Regions from separate parts of the Mus musculus genome. Here region 1 is linked to region 2. The links are chromatin contacts, called in public HiChIP or PLAC-seq maps. All regions are on one chromosome and are shown on one strand. Each heading gives the region's core, a stretch centred on a gene start, on an enhancer-like site or on the middle of the called end of the contact. The rest is flanking DNA. Distances are from core to core; before and after follow the strand shown.

Evidence for each region. HiChIP or PLAC-seq counts read pairs in DNA pulled down with a chosen protein or histone mark.
Region 1: a BATF HiChIP or PLAC-seq map of CD8 T cells shows a contact between it and region 2, with 14 read pairs. The contact joins the promoter of 1700001G11Rik here to the enhancer-like site in region 2. A contact is called at or near these places in 3 of 15 datasets of contacts at CTCF or cohesin (CD8 T cells, the G1E-ER4 cell line and the NIH/3T3 cell line), 13 of 484 Hi-C or Micro-C datasets (CD4 T cells, CD8 T cells, the G1E-ER4 cell line and 9 more), 14 of 115 datasets of contacts at active chromatin or transcription factors (CD8 T cells, the HPC-7 cell line, Th17 cells and 9 more) and 2 of 9 other capture datasets (adipose tissue and pancreatic islet).

What each region holds. Positions count from the first base shown.
Region 1 is chr14:66,295,711-66,298,844 of GRCm38.p6, reverse strand. 1700001G11Rik (RIKEN cDNA 1700001G11 gene) reads left to right here and starts at 1,716. Exons shown (of 3, transcript NR_038077.1): 1 at 1,716-2,036; 2 at 2,701-2,890. It overlaps Trim35 (tripartite motif-containing 35), which reads right to left and starts at 1,820. Exons shown (of 6, transcript NM_029979.3): 1 at 1,296-1,820. The coding sequence starts at 1,775.
Region 2 is chr14:66,255,951-66,259,274 of GRCm38.p6, reverse strand. All of the region lies in intron 1 of Ptk2b (PTK2 protein tyrosine kinase 2 beta), which reads left to right. Among named protein-coding and RNA genes, the nearest start is that of Ptk2b, 23 kb to the left of the region's middle. Within about 2 kb of position 1,429, at least 182 of the 459 cell types and tissues checked have an H3K27ac peak or open chromatin away from gene starts, as enhancers often do. A contact at or near this core is called in CD8 T cells, the G1E-ER4 cell line, the HPC-7 cell line and 13 more, where this site is marked.

The sequences.
Region 1 (3,134 bases), core at 467-2,966, 39 kb before region 2:
GACCTCCTAATCAAAACGAGGCAGCCAGCAAGAACAGAAGGCAGTCTCCAGGCCCACACGCTCTCTGTCCCCTGGATCACAGGCCTTCGGTTGATGTTTTACCCCATTCTGAGGACACCACCCATGCTAATCAGTACCTTTGCTAGCCCAGGGGAATTCGAACCAGGACCTAAACTTCTAGGCTGTCTATTTCAGCTATGCCAAATAAGAGATCTAGCACTAATGAACGAGGGAACAGGCACTATGAACCACTGCTGAGCTAATATGATGGATAACTGGAGGAACGTGGATGTAGACAGCACCCATCTGCTCTGCTTCCAATCTGTATGGAGCTGCCATCAACTGCTGATTCTCAAAAAAAGACATTTCACCAAGTGGAGAAAGGGCGTCTGAAGATCAGGCCCAGTGGGCTCTTACAGTACCTCCTTTTCACTATGTCAGGCTTCCTAGTGGCTAACCCTGGGCCCTCCCAACTGTGGGTCTGACCCGTGTGTTAGTGGCTGATGAAACAAATTTAGCTGTTTCAGTACATCAATGACTTTAAACGAGAAAAGTAACAAGATACTGCCAGAGTAAAATGGACATTTCAGAAACCCTTTAAAAAAAGAAAAATCAGTCAATATGTCAGTATGAATGTTTTGGAAAGCAATGGAGCATGCATATCTAAGCGATTAGGTCAAATTGTTATCGAAAATGTCTGCCTTTTTTTTTTTTTTTTTTCTGTTTTAGAACAAAGACTTTTTCACTGGGCCTGGTGGCACAAGCCTGCAATCTCAGCCACTCGAAAGGCTGAGGCAAGCAAAGAAAAGTTCAAGGCCATCCTGGCTAATTTAAGAGCTTGGCTCAAAATCAAAAGTAGGCTTGGGGTGCAGCTGCGAGGTAAAGTACTTGCCTAGCGTGATCTCCTACAGCCCCGACACCCACCCTTCCCCGCCATGCTAGTTTTGCTGTGTCAGCTGCTCTTGGTTTAATTATAACCACTGGAACTCCAGATATTTGGATACTAAGAGTAAGAGGAGCAAGGCAGCAGGCAAGCGCCACAGGCCTTTCTTACGGCTCTGTAACCCGTTGATCAAGGCACTGCTGGGCAGGGGAAATCTCAAGGCCTTAGAACTCTGCTAGGTCCTGGCCTCTTCCATTTCTAAAATGACCGCGCCAAGCCCAAATGTCTGCAGACCATACTATTCCCCATCGTTGTTCAGATTGGCCTGGACCGGGGGCAAGATGGTTGCTAGGCCTGGAGGAGGGGGAGGGGCAGGCCGGGGGTCCCCAGGGCGGGCTGGCGCGGTGCTCACCCGGAAGTCTTGCGCAGTGTCCTTGATGGGCTGCACACGATGCTCTTGGTGCCGGGCGTCGGCCTGGCAAGCACAGCACAGCAGCTCCTTGTCCTCCAGGCAGAAGAGCGTGAGCGGGGCACGGTGCGCACGGCAGGGGCGCGGGGACCGGCGACCGGTCCAGCGCGCGCCCTCAGCCTCCTCGCGCAGCAAGGTCTCCACCAGGTTGTTGAGCGTGTGGTTGGTGCGCAGCTCCCCGGGCACCGCTCGTTCCTTGCACACCGGACACGAGGGCGTCGTCTGCACCTCCCAGCAGCCGCTCACGCACCGGCGGCAGAAGTTGTGGCCACAGCGCAGAGTTACTGCGTCGCGGAACGGGTCGTAGCACACGGCACACAGCAGCTCCTCTTTGAAGGAGCGCGAAGGCCCCGGGGACACAGAAGGGCCCGGCTCCATCGCAGGAGCAGCCGCCGTCACCACCACCGGTGTCGCCGCCTTCATGCCTAGCCTGCGGGCGTTGTCCCTGCTGAAGATCTGGGAGCTTAAGGCGGCTCCAACCAATCACGGATGGGCTTTGAGGGCGTGGACCCTCCCACTTCCGTCTTGCGCGGGGTCTCCCAGAGGAGGTGTGGTCCGCGATCTCCGTTAGCTCCAAGGCGGAAGGATCTGTCGTCCCACTGCAGTGTCGGGTTTCCGTTGTCAAATAGGAAGTGAAGCCACGGGCCGCCATCCTTAAGCAATTCCCGCTATCTCAGACTCCTGGTATAGATGGGAAGGGATGTCCATGGCTTAACTCCTGAGCTCCCTAGGTGGGGTCTGAACCTGGGCCCAAAGCAGTAGGGGGGGGGGAGGTCATGCAGCACTGGGAATGGTTTCTCAAAACCCTCACATAGGTCGTCCGCTGACTTTGGTCGGGCTTACTGCCACCTCGAGGTAGCGGGAAGACCTGAGGAGTTGAGATTCCCGGCTTGTGGTTGGATAAATGAGTTCCAGTGTAAAATGGTGGTTTCCGTGAAAAGGACGTGTGAGAACGAAATTAATAGGGAAGCATGCTCGTGGCATCTTCATTAAAGTCAGGGTGAGAAAGTCGTGATGAACATGCTTGTAATCTCAGCATTTGGGAGGCTGGGGCAGGAGGATCAAGAGTTTGAGACCAGCCTGGGTTACACAGGGACACTTAAAAAAAAAAAAAAAATCCACTTTGGATTCTGGCAAGAAAGGCAGTCTGAATGTTCCCAGCTGCCCATTCCTAGTTGATATTTGTAACCTTCCGCTGCTGTCTTACCCCAACATACACACTAATTCAGCAAGGCACTGCAGATTTGCAAATTCCTTGGGATCATATGAAACAATTTTTAAAAAATGCACTAGATAAACAATTACAAAAGGCAGTGTGTTTGGGTCTCTTTCCTATTCCTCTTGCCAGAACCACAGACGGGATGGTTTATAAAGAATAGAGGTTCCAGAGGCAGGGATATTCAAGAACTGTGTGCCAGCCTTCCTGCTGCATCTTGATGCGATAGAGAGAGTCACATGCCCAGACAGACAAGCCTGCCTGCTCAGATCTCACTTCTTCCTGTAAAGCCACTGGTGGTGTTTATGGAAAGTCCATGCTGGTAAGTTTTGTCAACTTGACGCAAGCTGGAGTCATTTGGAAAGAGGAAACCTGAAGGGAGAAAACATCTTATGGAAGAAACCATCCATAAGATGGTTCTGTAGGAGGCTTGATTGATTTGGGAAGGCCTAGTCCCCTGTGGGCTATGTCCCTCCCCCCATGCACTCCCTCAACCCCCCCCCCCCCAGGGCAGGTGCTTGTATAAAGAAGCAATCTGAGCAAGCCATGAGGAGCCACCTGTTAAG
Region 2 (3,324 bases), core at 180-2,679:
AAGAACATTTTACAGGCCTCTTCTAATTCTGGCTGGGGAACAAAAACCAAATGAGTCAGAAGCTAACCAAGGCTGAGTTGAGGTGCTGAGAGAGCAGTCCCTGAGGTGGGTGTTTGGGGTTTATGTCACCTGTACTTCCATGGCAATTACGTGGTAGCTGGGTGAAGGGCAAATTTGCAAATGCAGGCTTTCTGGAGGCAAGAGGTGGCAAAGCACACTCCATAGGTGGTTTAGAGTAAGTCAAATAGAATTTGGGTGTTATTGGATCTCGAAGGTTGGGAGTCTGGCCAAAGATGAACAGACATTCCAGAGGCATGAGCGCTTTGCCCGAACACCTACCCTTAGGCAATTGGAGGCTTGTCTCATAAAGGAAGATCTCTACGGGAAAGGTAGGAAACCCAGCAAGCTCTCAAGGCTCCTTCTCTCACCGGACGATACTTTTCAAAGCCCTTAGAAAGGGGCATGTGCAGCTTCACCGAGCGAGCGAGTTTACCAACCCCCACCCCCTCAATCGTGCAACGTCATTGAGGAGCTAAGCAGGGCTTCTTGCTAAAACTCCTGCTTTTTAATTAAAAGAAAAACAAAAACAAAACCTTAATCCCTAGAAGTTAAATATACCACAGAGGTCAACCAGTGACCTAGTTAGAGCTAGCTTTGAAAAGACAGAGGGATTTGATGAGGATCTACGGGGAGGCAGATTTACCAATTTTCTACCCAGACAGCTAGAATAGTAGGTCATAACCAAAGGCAGTTAAGTCAAGAGAGACTCTGGCAACTGCCCAACCTACCCACCATTCACAGCTTAGGAAACTGTTTCCCAAGATGCGACTGGAGGTTAACTGTGAACACTTAAAAAAAATGTTTCTTTTACATTGCAAATAAAAATACCTAACTAAAACAATAGAAGAGCATTTACCCAAGGCTCTGCTATAACATGGAGGCAGTCTCTGTCCAGATTCCCCGAATCTGTTGACTTCCATACCTCTGCTTACTCCAGTGCAACTCTAGGCAAGGCTGGGACTGGATCTCCAAAAAGATCTTTTACAATCCCAGAGTAGGTTTTTTTTTTTTTTAACCATTTTAAACATTAAATTGTCAACACTTCACAAGTCACAGGATCATTTCAGACACATTATCTTTTGAATAAAACATAGACATAGTCTATGGGGAAATGTTAATCATGAAATATCAGTCTTAAGCCACTTTCTCAAAACACACCTGCTGCAATGGGGTTAAAGCTGCCTGCCCAGGGCTGATGTGAAAGTAGACCGTGTGTTTGGTTTCTGTAAGCCACGGCCCACGTAGCAGGCAGGGAAACAGGGCTAACGGGGTGGGGAAAAGCAGTTTGAACACCTTCCCCCGCACAGGCTCTTGTCTACAGCTTTTGTTCCCAGCGTCTCTTCAATAAATATGACTCAGTCTGATGTTCGGGTTCCACTTCCTCTGGGCAGGGAGCTGACTCTGTGCTGCCTATCCTGGGTGACTCAGGGGCCCATGGGCAGGGCTGTGTCTTCTTTGCTCAGCCAACCCAGCTCCCTTCTGTCGTGGGATCTCTGCTCTTCTTCGATTCTCCAGCTTTCTGTATGCTCAATGAAGAACTACGGTGGCGTCTCTCCCCGCCCCACTGTACATAGATCTTGGTGAGCAGCCAAAGGGCTTTTTTTACACCCACTTACTCCTCTGCATGAGGTATGGAAGGCCAAGTGAGGGTCACAATGGATTCCTGTGAGAAACACAAATAAAAACCAAGAGCTGGAGAGATGGCTCAGCCGGTAAGGGCACCGGCTGCTCTTCCAGAGGACCCCAGTCTGATTCTTAGCATCCACACAGTAACTTACAATTGTCCAAAACTTCAGTTCCAGGGCATCCAATGCCTCCTTCTAGACTCCATACTTCCAGACTGTGGTGCAAATGCTACATGCAGGCATAATACTCATACACATAAAATAATAATAATATAAAGATAAAACATTATAAAGACACCCCCCCCACACACACACACACTGAACCAAGAGAAGCCTTTTAGCCTCTCCTTTCTCTTCTAAATGCCCATCAAGGTAAGCAGGTACTTCACTGGGCAGGGGCAGGCGGGGATTGGGGTAGTAAGAGACCCCATACTTGTGAACCTGTGTTTTGCCATAAGAGTCAGCCAGAGACTATGGAGATAGATCCATGTCTTGTGGGCATGAGCAGCTGAGTTCAGTTTCCAAGCGTTCATGTAAAAGAAAGCTGAGCCTGGTGGTTTTCACTTCTATTCTAAACACTAGAGAGATGGAGACAGGTGAATCCTTAAAGTTCACAGGTGAAGCAGCAAACCTCCTCAGCCAGATTCAAGCCAGTGAAAAATAGGAGACGAGTGGAACCTGGGGAAAGATACCTAAAGTTGTCCTCTTGCTTCTACACACACACACACACACACACACACACACACACACACACACACACACACCAGCCATACTAACAACTTTATCTATCTAGATGCATATTTTTCTAAACTCAGGACGGTTTTGTATCGAAACCAGTAACATTTTCTTCAAGAACAAAATATAATGATTCAGAATAGTAAACATTTTCGCTATATGATTTAAAAGATTTATTCAGCATTAACTATGAGAGAGCACTAGAAATTGATTCAGGTTTTTCATTGATGGAGCTTGTGATGGATTGACTAAGATGCCCCCCATAGTCTTGGGTATGCAAACATTTGTTTCCCAGTTGGTGGTGCTCTTTGGGAAGTTTAGGAAGTGCGGGCTTGTTGAAAGAAGTGCATCACTGGAGATGGGCTTTGAGGATTTAAAGACACGAGCCACTTCTGGCTCGCTGTCTCTGCTTCGTGCTTAGGGTTCGGGATGTGATCTCTTAGCTTCCTGCTCTCGCCACCACCCCTTTACTTTGCATCATGGACTTGATCCCTAAGGAACTGAAAGCCCAACGGAACTCTTTCTTCTATAAGTTGCCTTGGCCATGGTGTTTTATCACAGCAATAGAAAATTAGCCAATGCAGGGCCATTAATTTTGGAGGCAGTGTGTGATGAGAGACTTTAGGTAAAGGTGGTATGGCAGAGGGAGTGATAACAGTAAGCTGTGAATCGTTCTTGGTTTTAGGGGATGGCCCACCCTGTCCATGAGAGTACCCCTATTTTCCAGGGCATCTCTGTTGCAGTACTTGTAGCTTGTCAACCATAAACATCTCTCCCATTTAATTTAGTAGCATTAGTTAGGAAGAGCTCAGCTTCCTATTCAATCCTCTCCCAAACTGACCTACGAATGAGTGAACACAGGTCCATACACACATTCTTTCTGTACCCATACATCCTTTAGCTG